Linked DNA regions of Mus musculus: region 2 is linked to region 1. The links are chromatin contacts, called in public HiChIP or PLAC-seq maps. All regions are on one chromosome and are shown on one strand. The core of a region is the stretch at or near the end of the contact, and the rest is flanking DNA. Distances in the headings are between cores, read along the strand shown.

Region 1 (6,628 bases), core at 1,121-3,620:
CCCGCCACCCAGACACAGCCTCTCCGTGGCCTCCAGGAAATGCCTTAGCTGTTCAACCCATGGCGCCTGTTTTACTTGCTAGAACTTGAACGTCCCCAGACCCAGAAGCACTCCTCAAATGACTTGGCCCACGCTATACCAGCCACTGCACACTCTGCCAGCTTTGTAGTGTGTTGCCCAATGCCGGAGCAATTTGGCATTCAATCTCTGGCCCAATGAGTCCCCTGTGCCAATTTATGACACTATTAAGTGAGTGACTCTTTGGGATTTAGCCTCACAAACTCCAACCTCTTCAACCCTCTGTCCCATCCTGAGGAGGCCACACACTCTCTTGGGCTCTGCGTCCCCACCGTCCCCGTGTCACAACCTCAAGCAGAAAGCTGGGCCCAGGCTTTACAGAGTTAGCCCGTCTTTATAGCGCTCACAGCTCTCCTCTGCTGTATCTGCTTGTGTTCATCTGGCAAACAGCCCTGAGTACAGTCACCTTGGCCAGAGGCAGAATTTGACTGGCTAACTTGAATAGAAGGGGGTGGGGATGGGGGAGCCAGGGAGGGAGGGAGGGAAGGGTAGAGGGAGGGAAGAAGAAAGCAATGTGAGCCAGCAAGAAAAATAAGGGGGTGGGGTGGGGCCTAGGATGTAGCTCAGTGGCAAAAGGCCTGCCCGACACAACGTGAAACCCCCCGCACCTATCCCTAAATACACATGCACATGCACACAGAAAGAGATGGACAGACAGACAACAGAAACAGAATTAGAAGCTTCCAGAGAGATTTTAAAACATAAAATAGCCAAACAGTCTTAGAAAGGCACAGGGATTGCCCTGGCTATGGAGACCCAGGGGGGTCCCGGGGAGGTTTCCAGATGCCTTGATGGATTTGCGCCAAGGCTACAGAGTCCTAAATTCTGAGAGAACCTCATCTGGCATGGTCAAAATTGTGCGTTTACCTCTTGGCCAGAGGAAGGCAAGAGGTCCTTACATGAAGTTGCTTTTTCCAGAAGAAAGAAGACCAAGGGTGGGACTGTAGAAGCTATGGGCAGAACTCAACAGCTTTAAGTAGGGTGGGGTTTGAACTCAGAGCCCTGGCTAGCTTTCTGCTATCAAACCTTTAGACCTTCTGATTCTCTCTCCCCAGGCATGCTGCCCTGCCTGCCAGCAGACCTTCACAGTAATCCCCCTGTAGGGGCACAGAAACAGCAGAATCTTCTCATCTGGCCTGAAATGCCAGTTGAGAGCTTGCTCTTTGAGCACAAAGCCCTCGGGCTGCTGACGTTCAAGGAAGAGTTCCAGAGAATTAAGCTGGCTTGGTAGTGAAGGGCAAGCTTGAACCTGTGTCTCAGGGGCAGCACAGGAAGGAAAAAAACAAAAAACAAAACAAAAAAAACAACAATCTATTTCTCTCCTGCCTGTTGAGTGCCAGGAAGAAAATGTGGTGGAGTGTGTTTCCAGAGGGAGTCCAAGGTAGCTCCCGGCTAGTTTATTAAGCAGCCTAATTCCATCAAGATAAAGAGATTCCCTGCAATTGTTCTGAAGAATTCCATTGCTCCCGCTTTTCCCAGAGGCTAAAGGATTTGTGTGTGTGTGTGTGTGTGTGTGTGTGTGTGTGTGCACTCGAGTGTGTGTGAGAGTGTGTATTAGTATCTGTGAGTGTGTTAGTGTGAGAGTGTTTATATAAGAGAGAGAATGTGTGTTATGAGAGTGTGTATATGTGTGTGAGTATGAGTGTGTATGTATTATGTATGTGACTGGGTTACTGTGAGTATGTGTGTGTGTATATGTGTATATGTGTCAGTGTGAGTATATGTGCATGAGGGTGAGCATGAGTATAAGTGTGTGTGTTGTGTGTGTCTGTGTGTGTGTGTTCATGCTTTCAAAGGTCTCCAGCTGAGATATTTTAAATCTCCCCCAACACTACTGTTTTTTCTGGATCACACTGACTTCAAGGGGAATTTGAAGTCTGGTGTTCGGACCAATGAGTCAGTGAGTTCAGGACCGTAACTCAACCCTGGAGAATCCGATTGGCCTGGGGTGCTGGGAGGGCACACTTTTCAAAAGAGGAAGAGAAAGGACTTGGGAGGAAGAGGAAGAGTGTCAGAGTGTAGGAGAGGGAGGCAGGGGAGGGGAGTGGAGTGGAGAGGGAGAGAGGAACTGCTAAGAGATGGGGAGAAGGAAGGGGAGGAAAACGGGAGGGAGAAATGAGGGGGACCGGAAAGGGGGCAGAAGGGACAGAAAGCTAAAGTAACACGTGAGTCTAATTCTGGGAATAATGTCGCCTTGTGTCTCTGGCTTCCCGCAAGCTTCTCATCAAGGGCTTGGTGGAAAGACCCAATCTTTGAAGTTCCTCCCCCAGGCAAGTAGAAAAGAGATTTGAAGACTCTCTGAAACCTCGTTTCCCTGTAGGGAAGTGTCCAAGGGGATTTAAAGACAGGGATAATTGCACATCCTGGCGTCTCCATGCCACACCCACTCGATGGGAGGTGCTTAGTCAATGATTGCTTTCCCAAATGAATGAATGGATTCAGCTCTCAAACTAGCAGGCCGTGACCCTGTGGCTTCCCGTTGTTCTGTGCCCTGGGGTGATGGTGATGGTCTGAAACAGGACAAGAAGCCTAAGCTAGCTGGTAAGCGAGTCCAGCGGGTGGTCTTGTCTCCTCCTCTCCAGAAACTGAAATTACAACACAACATCGAACCCAGGTCCTTACACTCACAAGGCAAGTGAATGAAAAGAAGAAGGAGGAGGAGGAGGAGGAGGAGGAGGAGGAGGAGGAGGAGGAGGAGGAGGAGGAGGAGGAGGAGGAGGAGGGGAGGGGGAGGGGGACGGGGGGGGGGAGAAGGAAAAGAAATAAAATGGAAAGGAAAGGACACAGGCGCTCCTAGGTATGGTGGAGGAGAATGTTTATTATTATATCTGTGGGAGCATAGCCAGAAGCAGACACATCTGGGAGAGTCCAGCGTGGTCATGACCCTGAACTGAGTCCGGGGAGGGGAAGAGAGAGTGGATTATATTGGGAAGAGCCTCTGGGAGGCAGGCAGCCCAGCCCCTGGGCTGGAGAGTTCAGGGTAGAGGGCGGAGTTATGCCAACCACGCCCTGAAACAGGTAGGGACTGAGGAATCCTGGGAGGAGCTAGAGGCCAGGTCCTCTTTAAAATGTTAAATAGGCACCTCATTCCTCCCTCCCTTCCCCCCGCCCCCATTCCGGGTTTGAAACTTAACAGTGTATCCTTTAAGAACTGAGCCATGTGTCCCACTCCCATGCCCCAAGCCCATGAGACTCTTTGAATTCCATGGTCATCCTCTTTGGTAGATCATGAATTCTTCCGGTCTCACACCACACCATCTCATGCAAGCGTCTTTGCAGTTACAGGGCCGAGTGGCCAGACCCTGCCCACCCCTAACTGGCACTTCCCACCCCTCCACCCCCCACACCCCAACCTCCCGATATTCTTCCCACACCAACACATCCACAATGTGCTCTTAGTTTAAATGACATTTTAGCTTAGAATTTTCTCTTGCCCATTGTGTTGGACATAAGCAAGCTTGATGCTTAGGAAAATTCAGTTCTTACTAGCCACAAGCTGTACATCGGTTTCTATTTGTTTTCTGGGAGAGTCTTATGTAGCCCAAGCTGGTCTCATCTGGGTATAGAGTCAAGGTTGGCCTTGAACTCCTGATTGTCCTGTTTCAGCAAGTGCTGAGATGACAGTATACAATGAAAGGTTTATTGTTGTTGTTGTTGTTGTTTTGGATTGTGATAAAAATGATAGGAAGTTTGTACCCTGGGTTCTCTGTCATGTTCCACTGTTCAGGTCAGGCAATCTCCAACGCCACCAATCTGTAAGTGACCAAAACCTTGTGATATCTGTAATTCTCTGACGGTCTGGTTTTATCAAGAGACAATCTTAAGGCTATTAAATCCAGCTTTTTCTAATGGGTGTATCTGGGATGTGGTTCTCAGGAACACTTTGCTTGTGTGAATTTCAAGAACAAGGAAAAGTGGGGCACCACCCACACAGTCCACACTAGCACGATGAAGAATCTGAGACATCCTGCAGTAAAACAACCCAGTATGCTTCCCTGGCCATGACTGTGCAGGAACCTGAGGATGCTCTAATGAAGACCTGGACCCACTGATCTGTCCAGGTTGATCCGTTCCCTTTTTCATAAGGGGTGCTAGTGAGATTTTGGCTTTCCCTGAGTCTATATCTCTTCTTTGTCCTTACTAGGGAACTAGAAAGATAGCGACATAACAACTAAACTGCCAATCTCCTTTATCTTAATCACTGTTCTATTGCTATGAAGAGGCACCATGGCCAAGGCAACACTTGTAAGTTCATGATCATCCAGGCAGAGAGAAAACAGGCTGGCACTAGAGCAAGCAGTTTGTGAGCATTGCATCCTGATACACGGGCAGCAGGCAGAAACATAGGGAAGAAGGGAGGGAGAAAGGGAGAAAGGGGAGAGAGAGAGGGAAGGTGGGAGGGAGAAATGGAGGGAGAAAGAGAGAGAGGAAGAGGGAGAGAGAGGGAGAAAGGAAGGGAGAGAGAGGGAAAGAGAAGGAAGGAGGGAGGGAGAAATGGAGGGAGGAAAGAGAGAGAAAGGGAGGGGGAAGTGAAGAAGGGGAGGGAGGGAAGGAGGGAGGGAGGAAGGGAGAGAGAGAGAGAGAGACTCTGCCATGGTGTTTGAAACCTCCAAGTCCAGCCCAATTAACCCACTTTCTCCAGTAAGGCCACACCTCCTAATCCTTTTTAAACAGGTCTGCTCCCTGATGACCAGGCATTCAAATGAGCCAATGGGAGCCATTTTTATTCAAACCACCACGAATGTTCTTCCCCTAGTACTTGAACAGGCTAAATAGACCTTAAGTACCCCCACAGTTGGACCCAGCTGGAGACTTCTGCCTTGCTGCACCTGCAGTTTCCTACAGGAACAGACTGCCCACTGAGCTCACTTTGCAACATAATCCAGCTGAAACAAAGGATGGGTCTGTGGGTTTTCCCTATATAAACAGAGTGCTGAAAATTAAACTTTGAGCCTTGATCAGAACCTTTATCTTGGCTTCATCCTCTCGCACCCTGTCCTTTTTCATTTCCAGCCCTCCTTTCAGGTATACCCAGTTTGTCCATGGCCACTGGACGGCTACAACCACATGCTGCTTAGAACACCTTTCATTAAAACCCTTGTTGTTGGGAATGGAGAGATGACTTCCAGTTTGGTTTGAAACACCCAGGTTAGGTTTCCAACCACCTGTAACTCCAGCTTCAGGGGATCTGACAACTTCTGGCCCCCAAGGATACCATGCACACATGGCTTGCGTTCGTGCAAACACACATATGTACACATAAAATAAAAAATAGTCTAAAAGAATTTAAAAGTAAAGCAATGTGTACTGTGTGTGTGTTTTGTTTTTGTTTTTTAAAGAGGAATAGCCTCCCAAAGAAATAATAATGAAGAAGACAGTTGTCAATGCAAATTTCAAGCAAGTTGTAACTAGATGTCACTAAAGATCTCACAATGTCTGTCCCTAAGTGTCTTAGTCAGGGTTGCCATTGCTGTGATAAAATACCATGATCAAAGCAACTTGTGGAGGAAAGGGTTCATTTGGCTTATATTCCATAATAAAGTTTGTCATTGAAGGAAGTCAGGACAGGAACACAAGCAGGGCAGGACCTAAAGGCAGGAGCTAATGCAGAGGCCATGGAGGGGTGCTGCTTACTGGCTTGCTCCCCATGGCTTGCTCAGCCTGCTTCCTTATAGAACCCAGGAGCACCAGCCCAGAGATGGCTCCACCCACAGTGGGATGGCCCTTCTCCATCAATCACTGATAATGAAAATACCCTATAAACTTGTCTACATCCTGATCTGGTAGAGGCATTTTCTCCATTGAGGCTCCCTCCTCTCAGATAACTCTAGCTTGTGTCAAGGTGACACTAAACTAGCCGGCACACTAAGAAACAAAGAAGGGGACTGTATACTTTGGGGATCATCTTTGTAGACATCAGACAAGACCCCTCCTTGCCCATAGGTCCCATCCCACACTAGCACAGAGGAGTCAGAAGGCCTAAAAGTGGCACCTGAGCAGATGCTAGTGTACCAAGCTTAGTCGCTGTCATTTGGTCATCACCAAGGAGAAGAAATAAAGGGCACATGTTTGTTTGTGTCCAGGTCTCACGACTCAGTATACTAATACTCCTACCACCATGTGTGAGTGTGAGTGTCTGTGTGTGTGTGTGTGTGTGTGTGTGTGTGTGTTTGTGTGTGTGTGAGAGAGAGAGACACACACAGAGACAGAGAGACAGAGAGACAGAGAGAAAGAGACTGAGAGACAGAGAGAAAGAGAGACAGGGACTGAAAGACAAAAAGTCTCACTGTGTAGTCCTGGCTGACCTAGAACTCACTATATAGACCAGGCTGGCCTGGAATCCACAGCCATACCCCTGCCTCTGCTTCCTGAGTTCTGGGATTAAAGGCATGTCTCACCATGCCCAGCCTAAAAATCAGAATTTCTAGAAACAAAATTAGAAGAGACAATTCCAGGTAGATCAAATGATGTTGACAATCCCCTGAAGGGTGGAAGTGGGGAGCCGTCCACCTAAAGGATAACCTTTAAGATGGGGAAATTGGGGGACATA
Region 2 (6,646 bases), core at 3,225-5,724, 95 kb before region 1:
GTACCTATGTTTGCATCATAAACTCCTGGCCTGGGACTGGAGAGGTAGGTGGCTGGGCAGTTCTTTGAGAGGACCCAGGTTCAGTTCTCCATCCACACATGGTTGCTCCTAACTGTAGCTCTATTTCTAGAGGATCCCAACACCCTCACACACCGACATGCAAGCAAATAGCAATGCACATAAAATAAATAAATAAATCCCTGTTCCCTTTCACATCACATTAAAAAAAAAACTCATCTGTATTTTTGTACATGCCAGTGTTCACCCATATTGTATCCATGCATACATACATGCATGTGACTCCCTCAGAGGACGTGAACTTCTTTGGAGGGCTGTCCCCCACTCTGTAGGTGCATCAGTGTGTGTGTGTGTGTGTGTGTGTGTGTGTGTGTATGAGAGAGAGAGAGATGGATGAGCATGGGGAATACACATCTCAAACCATCTACTAGGGAGGCAGAAGCTGGAGGGTTGTGTGAGCTCAAACACAGCCAGAATTAGTAAAACTCTGCCTCAAGAGCAAATAAATTCACAGCACCATAGAAAGACGTGGCAGTGCACACCTGTATTTCGAGCACTCGGACAGGAGGACCAATTCAAAGTTATCTTCCGGCTACAAAGTAGCTTTAAGGTCAGACATCACTAAGAGAGACCCTACCTTAAAAACAAAAAACAAAACAAAACACTGTTGTCTACCTGGTAATCAGCTTGCAGCCCATTCTGGCCTTTCTAATTGCTCTTATAAGTGCAGTCCTAGCTTGTTCCTGTTGACTGCAGTGTTCTCACCCTCACATGCCCTGGCCAGCTCCCCTCTTCTGTCTTTAAAGATACAAATGATTTGCTATGAGAGAGAACATGACAGTCAAACCAAGTAAGAGTTTCTTTCTTTTACTTTTTTTTTAATTAGATTTTTTTAAATTTACATTTCAAATGTTATCCTCTTTCCTAGTTTCCCCTCTGAAAATCCCCTATCTTCTTCCCCTTCCCTCTGCTCCCCAACCCACCCACTCCTGCTTCCTGGCCCTGGCATTCCCCAATACTGAGGCATAGAACCTTCACAGGACCAAGGGCCTCTCCTCCCATTGATGATCATCTAGGCCATCCTCTGCAACATATGCGGCTAGAGACACGAGTCCCACCATGTGTTTTCTTTGATTGGTGGCAAGCAAGAGTTTCTTGACTCATAGTCACCCAGCCTGGAGCTGGGGACCCGAGGGTTACTTCTAGCTCCAGGTGGTGCTTGCAAAACAACCCACTTGGGAAACCTTGAAAAAAGGACGATCAAAAAATTAAATAACAGCTCCAAAGGGGCAGCAGAGGAGCCTTCCCAAAGCCGCACCCTATTCTGTAATTAATTGCCTCGGCAGTGACTTGGGTGGTCAGGGAAGACAGACCTGCTGAGCTCCAGCCCCCAGTACTGGCAGCAGGGAACAGAAGCCTGCAGCCATGAAACCTGGACCAGACAAGTCCTGACAGAGGAGCAATGCAGGAAAGGGACTCTGTGGGAGCAGGGCAGGCTGTGTTAGGTGCAGTATTACCTCAAAGCTGGGTGTGCCTCCAAGGTCTCTGCACCCTGATAATGAGCCCCACCTCTACCTCTGGCTCCTTCTCCTCTTGGGTCCCTCTGCTACTTGTTGGCCTATACCTGGAATGGGCAGAGAGCATGGCACGCATGGTCCCAAGGCCAGGTTAAAATTATAGCTTTGTCTCTGCAGCTTGAATATGTGGACAAACAACAATCCCTTGGGTCACTAGATCCTGGGAGTCCAGGAGCTTCCAGCCAGTGTAAATTTCCTGTGTTATTATTGGTTCTTACCCCCAGCCACAAACACCACAAAGCAGGCCGGGAACAAAACTCTTCTTAGCTTTTGTTCATTCATTTAACAAGCATTTAATGAGCACCTACTGTGTGCCTGGCCCTGTACCACTGGCAGCAGAGACCTGAAAAGGTAGTCCTATCAAGTGGCCAAGAAGCAAAGGATTTCATTTCTGAGTGTGGGAACATGAGCGTGGGCAGTAGAAGTGTGAACACACGCTACATGCCTGACGCGTGTTGTTAGAATGAATACTCGAGTGTCTTCTATGATCTGTTTTGCATGCACGTATGGGTCCACGAGTGTGTGGAGGTCAGAAGTTGGCGTCGGCTGTCTACCTTGATCACTTTTTATTCATCAAGGCAAGGTCTTCTGCTGGGCTCGGCGTTGGCTGACTTGGCCTGGCTGGTCAGCCAGCTTGTCATGGGGACCCCTGTCTCTGCTCCTGACAGCTAGGATTATGAGCTGGCTTCACATCTGTTCACCCAGCTGTTTGTGTGGCTGCTGGGGGTCTGAACTTGGGTCGTTAGGCTCCCGTGGCAAGTGCTTTAACCCCTGAGGCCTCATCCCTGCCCTCCTTTGCTTATTTTTAATTAACTGATTAATCACTTACAGCACTGGGGAGCGAACACAGGGACTTGGGGCTGCTCAACCATACCCTTCCATTCCCTTCAAAGTTTCCAATTAAAAGTATTCATTTTATTATTTATGTACTTGTTGTTGGGGAGCAGCACATTGCTGATGTCAGGAGACAACGTGCAGAGGACAGTTCTGTCTTTCTTATCCCAGGGATCACCAGGCTATCAAGCATGGCAGAAGGCACCTGTCTTAGTCAGGGTTTCTATTCCTGCACAAACATCATGACCAAGAAGCAAGTTGGGGAGGGAGGGGTTTATTCAGCTTACATTTCCCACATTGCTGTTCATCACCAAAGGACGTCAGGACTGGAACTCAAGCAGGTCAGAAAGCAGGAGCTGATACAGAGGCCATGGAGGGATGTTCTTTACTGGCTTGCTTCCCCTGGCTTGCTCAGCCTGCTCTCTTATAGAACCAAGACTACCAGCCCAGAGATGGTCCCACCCACAAGGGGCCTTTCCCCCTTGATCACTAATTGAAAAAATGCCTTACAGTTGGATCTCATGGAGGCATTTCCTCAACTGAAGCTCCTTTCTCTGTGATAACTCCAGCTGTGTCAAGTTGACACAAAACTAGCCAGTACAGCACCTAAGCCAACCTACCAGGATATTGCCAATTTTTATTTTATTTATTTATTTATTTATTTATTTATTTATTTATTTATTTATTTGAAGCTCGTGAGTCTCTGTTCTGAATCCAGCAGGTGCCAATGTGTGCAGAACGCCCCTGTGAAAAGGAGTAAAGAGTAGACATTACCAGCAGGGAGAGGTTCATGGGTTTGAGAATTAGATAGATAGACAGACAGACAGGCACATGAAAGAGAGATAAATTGTTATATATGATAGGCAGAGATAGATAGACAGATAGATGAAAGACAAAGAGAAAAAGATATAGATGACAGATAGATAGATAGATACACACATACATAGATAGACAGATAAATAGATACATAGATACACAGATACATAGATACATAGATATATAGATATACAGATACATAGATACATAGATGATGATAGATAGATAGATAGATAGATAGATACATACATACATACATACATACATACACACACAGAAAAACAGATGACAGATAAGAGGTATGTAGGTAACCTGGCTCTCCAGCACCCGAGGCTGTTTTTTTATTTTACTTAAAATATTTAACTAAAAAATATTTTAATTCTGGCTGGAGGGATGGCTCAGGACTATGAGGAACACTGGTGTTCTTCCAGAAAATCTCGGTGTGATTCCCAGCATCCACATGGCCGCTCACAATAGTAACTACAATTCTGGGAGATCTGACACCCACTTCTGAGCTTGTGGGCACCAGTCACAAATGTGGTGTACAGACATACACACAGACAAAACTCAATACTCATAAAATAAGTAATAAGAATATTTTAAAATTTCTCTTTCTCTCCATCTCCTTTTCTTTCTGTCTGTCTGTCTGTCTGTCTCTCTTCTCTCGTGTGTGTGTGTGTGTGTGTGTGTGTGTGTGTGTGTGTCTTCCTTAAGGGAACTAGTACTTTGTTTCTGTTCCTGTCTGAGGCAGAGTCTTTCTACATAGCACAGGCTGGCCTCAAACTCAGATGCAATCTTCTGTCTTAGATTCTTAGTGCTAGAATTACAGTTCTACCACACCTGGCTTCCTTTTTCCACTAAGGAAAAAGATGAGACCCACCCCGCAAGTACAGAGTGCTTTACTGAAACTCCATTTGTTATTTAAATGTCAGGTTTGTGGCAGGTAAAGGTGTCTGCCACCAAGTTTGTCAATCTAAATTGATCTCTTGGGCCATCAGATTCCTGTGATCTGTCCTCTGAACACTCAGAGGCTCCGTCCTGTCATGGATGTCCTGCATGTCAAACCTGGGACCTTTATACTAGGCAAATTCTCTGCCAGTGAGTTGTACCTCTAAGTCCAAATGCACAATGCCTTCACAGAAACATCCAGAATAAGGTTGGACTAAATAGCTAGATACTGTGGTCCAGCCAAGTCGACTCATAAAGAAAACCACAAGATCAAAGAATGATTGGAATGAGGGTGTGTCTGGGGTGTGTCTCAGTGGTGTAGAGCTTGCCTACCACGTGGGAAGCCCAGAGTCTGCTCTCCAACACACACACACACACACACACACACACACACACACACACACACACACACACAGAGTGGAGTAGTATCCTGGATCTCAGGTAGCCCAGGCTAGCTTCAAACTTTCTGTAGCTGAGGATGACCTCATAGTACAGGGCTTTGCAGATGTGAAGCAAGAGCTCTACCCACTGGGCTGGGTCATCTCCAGACAGCCTTCCGTTCTCACACTCTGCTTGACTGTGGTGCAGCCTCCTCTTCTCCAGCATTGCCTCTACTTGGTTGTTCTTCTGCTGTGGCTTCCCAGACCAAGTGCCTCCCACCCTTGCGTGGGCCAACTATAGTCCACCCTCTCCACAGCTCCAGGAGGCAACCAAGGGGGAAGGTTCAATTTACAAACCAATAAAAATAACCCCCGGGAGACAAAACAGCCCAAGTCCCCAGGACAAGCCTCTTTTAGGTAGCCTATCTTGATGACACAAACCTCAAGTGGCACCATTAAAGAGGTCAGCTGGGACACACAACTCAGCTGACCCAACGGGTGGGAGTCCTTTGCCTGCAATAACTATAGATAGTGACTGTGGCTGGAATGTCCCCTGGCTTAGAGTCTGGTTCACAACAAAAGACGCCCAGATATAGCAAGAACGATTCCTGATTGTTAGTTTGGGTGACTGATTGATTGATTGATTGATTGGTGGATGGTGTATGTGTGTGTGAGTGTGCATGTGTGTTTGTGTGTATGTATGTATGTGTGTGTATGCCTGTATGTGTGTGTGTGTTTATGGGGAGGTACACACATGTACCATAATGCATATGGGGGTCAGAGGACAACCTCAGGAGTTCGGTCCTTACTTTCTGCCCTATTTGACACCAGGCCATCTTGTTCCACATTCCATACACTCATTAGTGGCCCTCAAGCTTTGGGGGTTCCCTGTGCCTCTCATTTCCCCATTGGAGAACTGGGATTCCAGACTTAGGCTACAGCACCTGGCTTTACATAGGTTCCGGGGAGATTCGAACTCAGGTCCTCATGCTTGAATGGCAATGGCTTTACCCACTGAGCCATCTCCATAGCCCTGTCCCTCTTAATTTTATGTAAGTGACGGGCAGTCTTAGAAAATTTAGAATATGTCTAGGCCCGAAGAAAAAAGGTCAAAAAAGGGAAAACAACAACAACAACAACAAAATAGTTGCTCCATATATTCTCAACAATTTCCTGTCAATCTCTAGACTTTTCTTGAAACTCTCTACCAAATGAATACAGTGTAGAGTTTTTACTCACAGAGCCTGGTGTAACCAGATGGCTTCAATTCTCTCCCTCAGCTTTTCTGCCAATAACATGGTAGTCCTTTATAAAGTTGTTGCATAGTGGGTGGGTGGGGCGGTGTTCTGGCTAAAGGAAAGGTTTGGGTTCAACTCTCTGGTCACATCCTTCATTCTTTCTCCAGGATAAGTGACAGAATCCAAGTAGAGCCACACAGGGCACACATTGGATAGCTTTGCTCTTTCCTTGTGGTCTGTTTATATTGAAACACCCTGGGCTGGATAGTTTATAACGCAAAGAGGCTTCTTCAGCTCTCAGCAGTTTCCCAGTGGTCTCTGGCCAGGGCCTCCAGGGCTCATGGTATCATGACAGTGAGTGAAAAGAGTCACAGGACAGGCAGGAAGCCAGAGGAATTTGAAAGCCAGGCTTGTTCTAGTAGGATCTCCTCTTATAGGAACAAGCCAGTAATCTCTTCTATGAATGACGTCCCCGTGGCCTGTCTCCCACTAAGTCCCAAGATCTCATCAGGCCCACACTGAGGTTCAGGCTTCCAGGACATGGCCCTCTGGGGACACAGCATTCAAACCATGCACTTGCCTCAGGAAAAACCAGATTACAGCGGGTTCCCGAGCATCTGGTTCCCCAATGAACCCCCAGCAGGAATCAAAGCCTCCTGCCTCCAGTGCACAGCCACCATAACAACCAAAGCTGAGTCGGGTGAGCCAGCTCCTCACAGTCTGAGGCAGGAAGATTGTGAGTTCCAGGCCTGCCTGGGCTACAGAGAGAGTTCAAGACTCTCCTGAGCAGTTTAGCAAGACCCTGTCTGAGACTTGAAAAGGGTAAACTGAGCTG

The links. HiChIP or PLAC-seq counts read pairs in DNA pulled down with a chosen protein or histone mark.
Region 2: an H3K27ac HiChIP or PLAC-seq map of embryonic stem cells shows a contact between it and region 1, with 10 read pairs. The contact joins two enhancer-like sites. A contact is called at or near these places in 11 of 484 Hi-C or Micro-C datasets (Sertoli cells, Th1 cells, Th17 cells and 6 more) and 11 of 115 datasets of contacts at active chromatin or transcription factors (CD8 T cells, the NIH/3T3 cell line, Th2 cells and 8 more).

The regions. Positions count from the first base shown.
Region 1 is chr5:118,349,728-118,356,355 of GRCm38.p6, reverse strand. No RefSeq gene overlaps it. Among named protein-coding and RNA genes, the nearest start is that of Gm46942, 6.9 kb to the left of the region's middle. Within about 2 kb of position 2,370, at least 91 of the 459 cell types and tissues checked have an H3K27ac peak or open chromatin away from gene starts, as enhancers often do. A contact at or near this core is called in embryonic stem cells, where this site is marked.
Region 2 is chr5:118,447,164-118,453,809 of GRCm38.p6, reverse strand. No RefSeq gene overlaps it. Among named protein-coding and RNA genes, the nearest start is that of Gm30746, 12 kb to the left of the region's middle. RefSeq lists cis regulatory regions at 1,327-6,646, 1,327-6,646. Within about 2 kb of position 4,474, at least 60 of the 459 cell types and tissues checked have an H3K27ac peak or open chromatin away from gene starts, as enhancers often do. A contact at or near this core is called in embryonic stem cells, where this site is marked.